Regions from separate parts of the Sus scrofa genome. Here region 1 is linked to region 2. Evidence: chromatin contacts called from public Hi-C data. All regions are on one chromosome and are shown on one strand. Each heading gives the region's core, a stretch centred on a gene start, on an enhancer-like site or on the middle of the called end of the contact. The rest is flanking DNA. Distances are from core to core; before and after follow the strand shown. Region 1 holds the start of U2AF1 (splicing factor U2AF 35 kDa subunit). Region 2 holds the start of NDUFV3 (NADH dehydrogenase [ubiquinone] flavoprotein 3, mitochondrial).

What was found. Hi-C and Micro-C count contacts between places; a contact is called where the count stands out from the background.
Region 1: a Hi-C map of alveolar macrophages shows a contact between it and region 2, with 2.6 times the contacts expected there. The contact joins the promoter of U2AF1 here to the promoter of NDUFV3 in region 2. A contact is called at or near these places in 2 of 5 promoter capture datasets (fetal liver and liver), 7 of 47 Hi-C or Micro-C datasets (alveolar macrophages, embryonic fibroblasts, fetal liver and 4 more) and 1 of 2 datasets of contacts at active chromatin or transcription factors (alveolar macrophages).

What each region holds. Positions count from the first base shown.
Region 1 is chr13:206,254,824-206,259,730 of Sscrofa11.1, forward strand. U2AF1 (splicing factor U2AF 35 kDa subunit) reads right to left here and starts at 2,874. Exons shown (of 8, transcript XM_021071048.1): 1 at 2,372-2,874. The coding sequence starts at 2,415.
Region 2 is chr13:206,108,996-206,114,323 of Sscrofa11.1, forward strand. It overlaps NDUFV3 (NADH dehydrogenase [ubiquinone] flavoprotein 3, mitochondrial), which reads left to right and starts at 2,342. Exons shown (of 3, transcript XM_021071042.1): 1 at 2,342-2,481; 2 at 3,901-4,021. The coding sequence starts at 2,434. LOC106505505 (a long non-coding RNA gene) reads right to left here and starts at 2,250. Exons shown (of 3, transcript XR_001299987.2): 1 at 943-2,250.

The sequences.
Region 1 (4,907 bases), core at 1,624-4,123, 150 kb after region 2:
ACACAGGTGCAGACTCCTCTGCCGGGCCTCGGTCACCTGAGGAGACGGAGCACAGCTCCAGCCGCTCGAGCCTATTTTAAGAATGTTCCAGAATGGACGAACGTCCTATCTCAACAACTAAAACCCAACTATTCCACGTGATTAAAACCACCCCGCTCCTGCACCTCCTGCACCTCCTCTCGTTTCATGATGCCCAGTTAATTAGCGCACTCAGTCCATTGGGCAAAACCTTCCCAGTGGCTGGACTTCCCCTGTGGCTCAAAACTGTCCAGTGTGCTTATTCAACTACGGAGACAAATGAAAACCGGTAAAAGATTTGCTATCAGAGAAGATGTGAGAAAGGCTACCCTATGTTTACATTTAAACAATATCCACAGTCTCAAATGTGTAACCATCAAAATTTTTTTCTTTTTTCCTCTGGGTCGTTTTAGGGGCCGCACCCTTGGCATACGGAGGCTCCCAGGCTAGAAGTTGAACCAGAGCGGCAGCCACCAGCCTACACCACAGCCACAGCATCACCAGATCCGAGCCGTGCCTGCGACCTACACCACAGCTCACGGCAATGCCGGATCCTTCAAACACTGAGCTCCTTCACCCACTGAGAGAGGCCAGGGATCGAACCAGCGTCCTCATGGATCCTGGCTGGGTTCGTTACCGCCAAAGCAGGACGGGAACTCCCTAGTGAAATACTTTTAATTGGTAGAGACCTACATTTCACTTCTAGCTTAAGTTAAAAAAAAAAAAAAAAAAAAAAAAAAAAAAAAAGTTAGCAGGAACCATCACCTTCATTTTTTAAGAGTCGAGATGTTTCCTGGAAACTAAAACCCCCCAAGTCTCCCTGAAACAAGAAACCTAGATTAAATAATCCAGTTTCCTGAAATGCAGCCACGACTTGTACCTAACAGCTCCTACAGGTTGAGATGTGGTTGGTTACAGCAAGCATAGTAAAAAATGTTATTGGAATGAACCTCTGCAGGAAGAGTTTCAGAGTAAAGAGAAAACACCTCATGCAGCTTTTTACAAGAGAGAGGGAACACCAGTGCCTGGGACCTAAGACGGCCGCTATACAATCCGGAGAGTGGCGCTGACACTGCGGGCTCCTCACCAGACGCCAGAAGCCTCTCTTCCCAGCGGAGCTGGCCAGTGCTTTCAAGACCAGGGTCCCCAAACTGCTGTGTGAGGCCCGGGCACGCCTCTCGCACAGCACGTAACAATTTCAACGCATCTGACTTCTGTGCGATCCCTTACGTGACAAGCACCCCTGGCTCCTTGAGAACAAGATCCAGACTATGCATCCTTGAGTGCCCAGAGACTGGCCTCCAACAAACGTCCTAGAGGATGACTGATGATTCTGTCTTGTGAGTTTTGCTAGGAAAAAAAAAAAAAAAAAAAAATCCCCTCCTCCAAGTGACAGGAAATTCGGGAATATGTGAGAAAAGACATTTTACAAGATCGACTGCACCCTGGAAAACAGAAACAACTTGAAAGTGTTTGATAAAGTAGTATCAAAACGTTATCTACACCAAACTTAGGGGTTTATCATTAAAAACACATTCGCATAAGCCTCGTACAGCCTTGAAGGATCCCGAGATGTGAACCACTTACCCAAAGAATAAAATAAGCTTAGTCTTTAGGTTTGCGAACTAACAATTATCCTCCAAAGTGTCTGAAAACATTCCCCTTAGTCTAAACTTTGCATTGGAAATTCATACGTGGCAAAGTCAAAAATATTTTAAAAACTTCAGGCTAGCCATCGCTTAGGGAAGACACACAACCTTAAAAAAGAAAAAACTCTCTACCTCGTTCTTATGTTGGAATTGCATTTTCAAGTGTTCTAGAAGCAGATTGTGCCTCTTAGGCTAGTTAACCGTAATCTCATCAAACGTCCTTACGATCAGCCCAGATCATCGATTAAGCACAGAGGAGCCTTATTAAGTGGATAAAACCCCAACGGTTCGGACCCTAAGTTACCAGACGATTTAACTCGGGCGAGGTCTGTACTACGGCTTGCCCGACGCGACCTCAAAAGCTGAAAGTTGCGGGGATTGGCAACGCTGACAACTTCAGCGCAACTCGGACGGCTCCGGAGACCCGGGGGCGCGGGGGCCCCGTCGCCGGTAGGTGGGCCGCCGAGGCGCCCCGGGCGGGAGCAGCCGCGCCGCCCGAGCGGAAGCCCGCCGCCCGCCCGGGCCCGTCGCCCGCCCGCTCGGGCGCACGAGGCGGCGGCGCGGCTCCCGAGGCCGGAAGGGCCGCCGCTCCCCTCCCCCGCCGGCCCGCCGGGCCTCCCGCCGCCTCCCAGGCCCCGAGGCCGAGCCCGCTCGCGCGCCGCCCGCCCCCGCGGCCCGAAACCCGGCGGCCGGTTCCCACTCACTTGTCTTTCTCGGTGCCGAAGATGGAGGCCAAGTACTCCGCCATTTCCCACCCGCCGCCGCCGCCGCCGCCACCGCCGCCGACGACCCCGCCCGACGCCCGCGGGAGACGTCACCCGGACGCGACGACGCTCGCTCCGCCCCGACGGCGCGGGGGTCGCTGCCCAATCCGAAGAGGCGCTGCCTGCGCGTGGGCGGGACTTGGCGGGCACGGGAGGTGCCGCCCGCCAGCGCCCCCTTCCGGCACTCCCCCTGCCCCGCACCCGCGCTTCCAGCTCCGCCGGCCCGCGCTCCCAGCGCCCTGGGCCCAGGCCGAGGTCCCCGACCCCGCCGGCGCCCCCGGAGGGCCCGGGGAAGCCGAGCACGCAAACGGCGGTCGGGAGGCGGCGGGTAGGGGCTTCTCCACGCAGTCCCCGGGGCTAGGCCCGGGGCGCGCGTGCCCCGCTTGGGCGGGTTCTGCGGAGCTCTGCGAGGTGCAGGCTCCCCTTCCTCGTACTTTCGCTGTGGGACAACCCCGCCCTCACCGCCTTTCGAGCCCTTCCTCCGGGAAGATCCCCCGCTCCTCCAGCGCCCTCGTGGGTTGGAACGGAGCCGGGGTGGCCCAACGCCGCGGGCCCCGGGAAATGCGCCGCTAGGGCCTGGGCCCGACCGGGAAAAGCCTGGCGGGTTCGGAGGCTCCGATCGCCCAGGAGGCCGACTGCGCGAGACCCACTGCAAAAACCAGGGGCGGCTCTGCTTTAGGGACGTCTAGTAGCTCCCGGCGCGTAAACCCTAAAAGCCCCGGAAGAGCCTCGGCGCGGGGAAGCTCCGGGGAGAGGGGCCGGGCAGAGCTGAGCACGAGGTTACAGACCCACGGGGGCGCCGGACCCTTCCCCCAGAGCTATCCATCTCCGGTTACCCTAGTTTGTTCTGTTTAGGGCAGTTCCTTTCCACCCACCGTTTCCCCCACCTTGCCTTTTTTCATGTAACCTTACATCCTGGAGGTGGCTCCGAAGGACTACGTGGTCATGTCCTGACCGCTTTTGTGGCTCCACTGTGTGGTGGTGAATCGCTTATTCAACCAGTCCCCTGTGGATGGGCACATGGATTGTTGCCAGTCTCACTTTTACTAGCAATCCTACACCAAGTGCCCTCCTGCGGGCTTCTTTCTGTTTGGGGGGCAGATGGACACTTGTTGTATTTGCTCCGCCAGCGCTGCAATCTCAGGGGTTCCCATGTAAACTGAAGAAGCAGCATGGACGTTTATTCCTAGAGGAGGACTACACAAACATTGTTTTTCTAGCAGAAATGTTTACTATTTTGGTGGTCTCTAGGGTGTTAAAATTTGGTATAAGACACATTTGAGAGTGATTTTCATGCTAAGGGCAAATGGTGATCAGACGCTCGTTGAGCCCCAGAGTGGTTCCGAGGACCCTGGACGTCCTTGTGGTTTGAGAATCTCTGTTTATGTAGTGGGTGTCATAGCAGCGGCTGTGATCCTATTTGTACTGTTGGGAAGGGGGACCTTTTCCCCTCTGCTTGTCTTGGGTTCTTGTGGCTGGACCTACAGTAAAACTGACACTGGACGGATGAGCAGGAGTTTCCCTGTGGCACAGCTGGTTAAGGGTCTCGCGTTATCATTTGCTGTGGCCTGGGTTCACTCCCTAGTGGGGAAACTTCCGCATGCCTGGGGGGTGAGGCCAAAAATAAATAAACAGGAGAAAAAGAAACTTTCTAATTCATGCTTGCATGGAGGTTGCATAGAAATGGGACCTGAGAAGCGGCCAAAGCAGGCAGCTTTTATACATTTTAGATAAAGAAATGGTGAAATTGTGAGGAATTGACAGGACAAAAAGCTCCTGTTGGGGTTCCAGTTAAAGAAGCAGCATAGTTTGTTTATATGAATCTTCTTGCCCCCAAGTCCCCATCTCTGACCACAAGGGGAGTCCGTCTACCTCCAGATGCAGGGAGGGCCTCTTTCTTGTGAGGTTTTATTTCCACCTCTCGGGGGACAGAAGGACGCTTGCCTTGGTCATTTCTTAAGTACTTTAATTCAAAAAAATCGGGAGTTCCCGTCGTGGTGCAGTGGTTAACGAATCCGACTAGGAACCATGAGGTTGCGGGTTCGGTCCCTGCCCTTGCACAGTGGGTTAAGGATCTGGCGTTGCCGTGAGCTGTGGTGTAGGTTGCAGACGCGGCTCGGATCCCATGTTGCTGTGGCTCTGACGTAGGCCGGTGGCTATAGCTCCGATTGGACCCCTAGCCTGGGAACCTCCATATGCCGAGGGAGCGGCCCAAGAAATAGCAAAAAGACCAAAAAAAAAAAAATCAATATGCTGTTAAGGCACGTTTTGAGGTGGCCTATCCCGGACCCCGACAGTCCTCATGGTGCGGGGGGGGGAGCTCCCTGGGGTCTCTTACAAGGGCGTTAATTCCATGCGTGAGGACGCTGCCCTCATGACCTAAACACCTGCCAGAGGCCCTCTGCAAACACCACCACATTGGGGGTCAGAACTTAACACACTGGGGCGGGCGGAGGTGCATGTGTGGAAGTGTCTT
Region 2 (5,328 bases), core at 1,092-3,591:
GTCTTTTCACTGTGTCCCCGAGCCTTAGGTCGACCCTTAGGTGATACCAAGGCTGGTAGAGGCAACTGGGGCCTCTGGATCCCGTGAAGGGGAGGAGGTGGACTTCCCAATTCCAGCTCGGCATCCCCAAGGGGCAGCTGTGGCGGGCCGCACCCGAGGCACATGGAGGCTCCCAGGCTAGGGGTCTAACCAGAGGGGCAGCTGCCAGCCTACAACACAGCTACAGCAACGCCAGATCCAAGCCGCATCTGTGACTTACACCACGGCTCATGGCACTGCCAGATCCTTAACCCACTGAGTGAGGCCAGGGATCAAACCCACAACCTCATGGATGCTAGTCAGGTTCTTTAACTGCTGAGCCACGAAGGGAACTCCCAACCTTCAATATTCTTTTTTTTTTTTTTTTTTTGTCTTTTTGCCTTTTTCTAGGGCCGCTCCCGTGGCATATGGAGGTTCCCAGGCTAGGGGTCTGAATGCAGCTGTAGCTACTGGCCTACGTCAGAGCCACAGCAGCGTGGGATCCGAGCTGCGTTTGCAATCTACACCACAGCTCAGGGCAACACCAGATCCTTAACCCAATGAGCAAGTCCAGGGATCAAACCCGCAACCTCATGGTTCCTAGTTGGATTTGTTAACTGCTGAGCCATGACGGGAACTCTAACGTTCAATATTCTTAATCACCTATAAAGTAAGCACAGTTCATGAAGACACGTGTCAACTTTCCCCTGGAGGCGACTGAGTTAATTCGGTTTGGGCAAAGGAAGATGCTTCTGTCAGCATGTTTTCTTCCTTCACTCTATAGGGACAGACTCCTTTCTCAATACCACTCTAGGGCTTGAATTGTTGTCCTTGCTTCCCAGGATGGATGGTGGCAGGTCCCATTGCCTCTGCTTGCCAGAAGCCCCCTCGACAAGGGTCTGGGTGTTACTGAACTAGGCTCACCTGCCCAACGTGCAGCAAACCACACGCTGAGACCCCGAGGTGTGCATCAGAGGGAGGGTTTATTCGCAAGGCGACTGTCCATTGAGGAGATGGGAGAACAAATCCGAAATCCACTTCCCCAAAGGTGACGGGCTTGCGATGACGATGGGACGAGGAAGCAGGTGGTCTTAGGTGCGGGGAAAGGAGGTTGCAGGCAGGGAAAGGCTGAGTCACACGACTCCTCATGGGAGCCACATCAAAAATGGAAGCCCTTAGCATGATCTGAGTTTGGAGTCTTCAGCCCTCTTAGCTCCAACGACAAATGGCACAGGCCCGGTTTCGGTCTTGGTGATTCCAACCAGTCTGAGCTGGCTTGAACCTGACAGAAGCCCACTCCCAACTCTGGGAAAACCACTAAAGCCTCTGTCACTATAGGTCACAGGGTTATCTATGGGGGGAGGTGTGTTAAGGGGTCCAAAGTAATTAAGTTGAGTTTGGTCAGTGAAGGCAGGTTAAAAGCCGGTTAGTTTCTGGCCAGCTGTTCCCTCAGCTGCTGTTTTATTAGGGAAGCTCAAGAATTTCTGTTAGTCACCTAACAGAAGCTTCTGTTAATCTTATATGACTTTTTTTTTTTTTAAATCCTTTGGGGCACAATTTCATGGGGGAATCTGTTTTGCCCATGTATCTTGTGACCAGAATGAATCTCCAGCCTTAGCCAAGGTGGAGGGACTCTCCCGGATGGAGTTGAGGTGTGGACAGGCTCCTCCGAATCCAGCAGTGGCCGTGGTGAGAAGGCAGGATCAATAGTTAGAGGGGAGTTACCGCTGGGGCACAGTGGGTTAAGGGTCCCCTGTAGCGGCTGGGGTCCTGCATGGTGCAGGGTGGATCCTCTGCCAGGAGCAGTGGGTTAAAGATCCGGCATTGCCACCGCTGCGGCTGGGATTCAGTCCCCGGCCTGGGGAACTTCCATATGCCGAAGGTGTGGCCATAAATATATATATATAAATATGGAGAAGAAAGGCTAACCACACCTACGCCATGTTTATATCTAACTTGGGGGAGTCATTGCACTGCAAGCAATAAACCCTCAGGTAAAATAAAGCTTGCATTTCTGAACTGCCCAGCTAAGAGACTAGCGCGGTCCACGGCGCCACCTGCCCTGCTGGACGACCACAGGGAACCATGCGGTCGGAGAGCGACAATGGCACCCGCCACACCCACCTCGGTGTCCCCGCGCCCAGGCCCAAGGGTCACCCGGGTCAGAAAGAACAACCCGCCTGCGCCTGGCGGCTCTTCCCGGGGGCGTGGCTTCGAGGCGCGGCGCGGGGAGGCGGCCCGGTTGCGCGCGCAGGACCTCGGGTGTGGTGCGCGCGCAGCGGCCGCTGCCCCGCCCCTCGCCGTCCCTGCCTGTGATTGGCCTCCTCCTTCAAGGGGGCGGGCCGCCACGCGTCAGTCCGGGGCGACCTCCGCCCTCCCGGCGCGGCTCCGGGCGGGCGCGTAGGAGTCACAGCCATGGCGGCCTCGCTTCTGCTGCGGCAAGGACGGGCCAGGGCGCTGAAGGTAAAGCGGTGCCGAGCCGGCGGCCGGGAGCCCGTGGAGCGCCGGGGCGAGCCTGCGGCCCTGACGGTCACTCCGGCCGTCCCGGGACGCCCTGACCTCGCTTCCCTGGCCGAGGAGAGGGCGCTGGGTGCGGGGAATGGGGGGCCGGGCCCGGGGCGTGGCCTGGGTCATTGCAGCCCCCGGTGTGCTGTCCAGGCCACGGACAGGTGTGGGGCCGCAGAGGTCCCGCCCGATCAGCGTTAGAACCGTTGAGGACAGTGTCTTTATTGCTTATTTAACTCGAGAGGAAATGAGGGAATTTTCAGGCGCTTGGTTGGCCGGGTAGCTTACTTGGCAGCCACAAGAAGGACCAGGCTGGTCCTTTTTTTTTTTTTTTTTTTTTTTTTTTTTTTTTGGTATTTTTAGGGCCGCATCCGCGGCATATGGAGGTTCCCAGGCTAGGGGTCCAGTCGGAGCTGTAGCCGCCGGCCTACAGCACACCCCCAGCAACGCGGGATCTGAGCCGCGTCTGCGACCTACACCACAGCTCAGGGCCACGCCGGATCCTTAGCCCACTGAGCGAGGCCAGGGATGGAACCTGCGTCCTCATGGATACCAGTGAGATTCGTTTCCACTGCGGCAGGACAGGAACTCTAGGCTGGTCTTTGGAGAAAGAAAGGCTTCCTTTCTCCATGTAGAAAAAGCCAAGTCCCCTTCACTCTGTTTAAAATTAGAAGGGGCTCTTGTTACAAAAGCAAAAGCTAATGGTTGCAAAATCAAGTGCAAAAGGTGGACGACATCTCTTGTCCGAGAGTCCACTACTTACCCTACTCACCTAGTTTTTTAAGCTGTCATGTAAACATATACACACATGCTTCTGTCATAAGCATAAGAAGCAAACGTTTCACCTTCACCTGTGTGCTGTAAGCGCCTCTGCTCTGTGTCCAGCACTGGAATAGGACCCAGCACACAGTAGGCCTTGGTAAATATGTGCTGAGTGAGTTAATGTGCTATGCAATGTTTTCCACTTACCATAGATGGTAGACAGTGTTGAAACCACTGCTATTCATCTACCTTGTTTTTAATGGGTAGATAGTGCTTCTATTTAAGCACAGGAAAACATTTTACAAAATGAATCGGTATTTTGTAGGTCGGTAGTTAATTGGAGATTACAAGAAAGTGTGCTCAGGTAAAAGTCTGGTTGGAAAAATACCCAGCTGTTAGCAGCGACAGTCCTTGAACTCCGGTGTTTTTTTCCTTGCAGCTTTTTTTTGTGTTTTCCGAAATTTCCATAATGCACATAGATTATGAAAATTGTAATAACCATTAGAAATATGCCCTATGAATGCAAGGCACGTATATGTTGTAATATAGTGTTCGTGTTGTAATAACTGTTGGCATATTTCTCAGGTGTCTGTGTGCGTTCCATCCTTTTGACAGACGGTGCTCCTAGAAGGAGGAGTATTTCGCGGACTCGCTCCTGCAGTTTCTCTCTCTGCAGAATCAGGAAGGAATGAAAAGGAACGGCCACCGAATCCTAAGAAGCAAAGTCCACCAAAAAGTAAGATTCTGATGGTCGTCATAAGGGAGAGAGAATGCAGAGTAAAGAATCAGCTTCGCAAGCATGAAAAGGAGTTTTACTTGCTGCCTAATTTGACTCTTCATTCCCAGCAGGGTCCAGATTATAACCAGACCTAAGATCTGCAATAGATTTTAGACCCAACACAGTAGTGACGTAACCGTAACCATCTTTGATGCATCATGTAGCCCTGTTTTGGTTCTGTCTGTATTTTCTTTTTTCTTTTTAACTTTTTTTTTTGGTCTTTTTAGGGCTGCACCCACGGCATATGGAGGTTCCCAGGCTAGGGGTCTAATCGGAGTTGTAGCCTACGCCACAGCCACAGCAACGCCAGATCCTTAACCCACGGAGCGAGGCCAGGCATCGAACCTGCAGCCTCTTGGTTCCTAGCCAGATTCGTTTCTGCTGCGGCACGTCAGGAACTCCTCTGTCCGTGTTTTCTAAATGCCAAACTCCAGTGTAGCAATGGCAGGCAGGGTGTAAAGGCTCTGGCACTTGGTGGCCCTGATCTAGTCCCATCCTGGCCTGAGGGAGCCGTGACCCCCCTTGTTTTTCTTCCCTGCTTGTGACTTTGGTCGGTGTCAGGCTCAGCTGTGGTCTCCCAGGCTTTGCTTGGCCCCAGTCCAGGATCGCAGGGGGCCTTTGTGGCTGCAGACTCGGTCCAGAGCAGGGCCCTCCCACCGTGACGCACTTTGATGAAGCCTGTTTCCAACCAGTTTCCAGCTCTTCCCACAGTCACATTGACTTTTATCCCTAGTTTTTGACTTTTTATCCTGAATCCAATGTAGTAAACCCTCGTGGAAGGAAAATAGGAAACACAACAGTCCATTTTAGCTACTTCTGGGCCTTTTCTCCTCGCTGCTCAGTACCAGTAACTGATGGTGCTGCAGGTCCATTGCCTTTAGTCCTAATTGACGAAACGTCAGTCACCTCTTAAGATACGTACGTAACATGTACAGTCTCTTTGCAAATCTTTGACCAGCTGGGGTTTAGAAGGGTAACTTGAGTTTGTCTTATTTTCATCAAAATGTCATTTCCTCAATTTGATCATTTGCAAGTGTGTGGATGCTTTTCGTCTCTCCAGCTGCACACAAAGAACGGGTAGGTTATGAAATACTGCTGCGTTGTTGAGTGAGCCGGCCTCCGACTGCCTCTCACATGCCCTCGGCCCTGGCTGAGGAAACGCACCCTCCCCGTGGTGTCTGTGTGTCCATCCACCAGAGGCCTGGATTTAACAGCAGCATTGTCGTATTCTCTCCTGTGCTTGCTGCATTTTTTTTTTTTTTTTT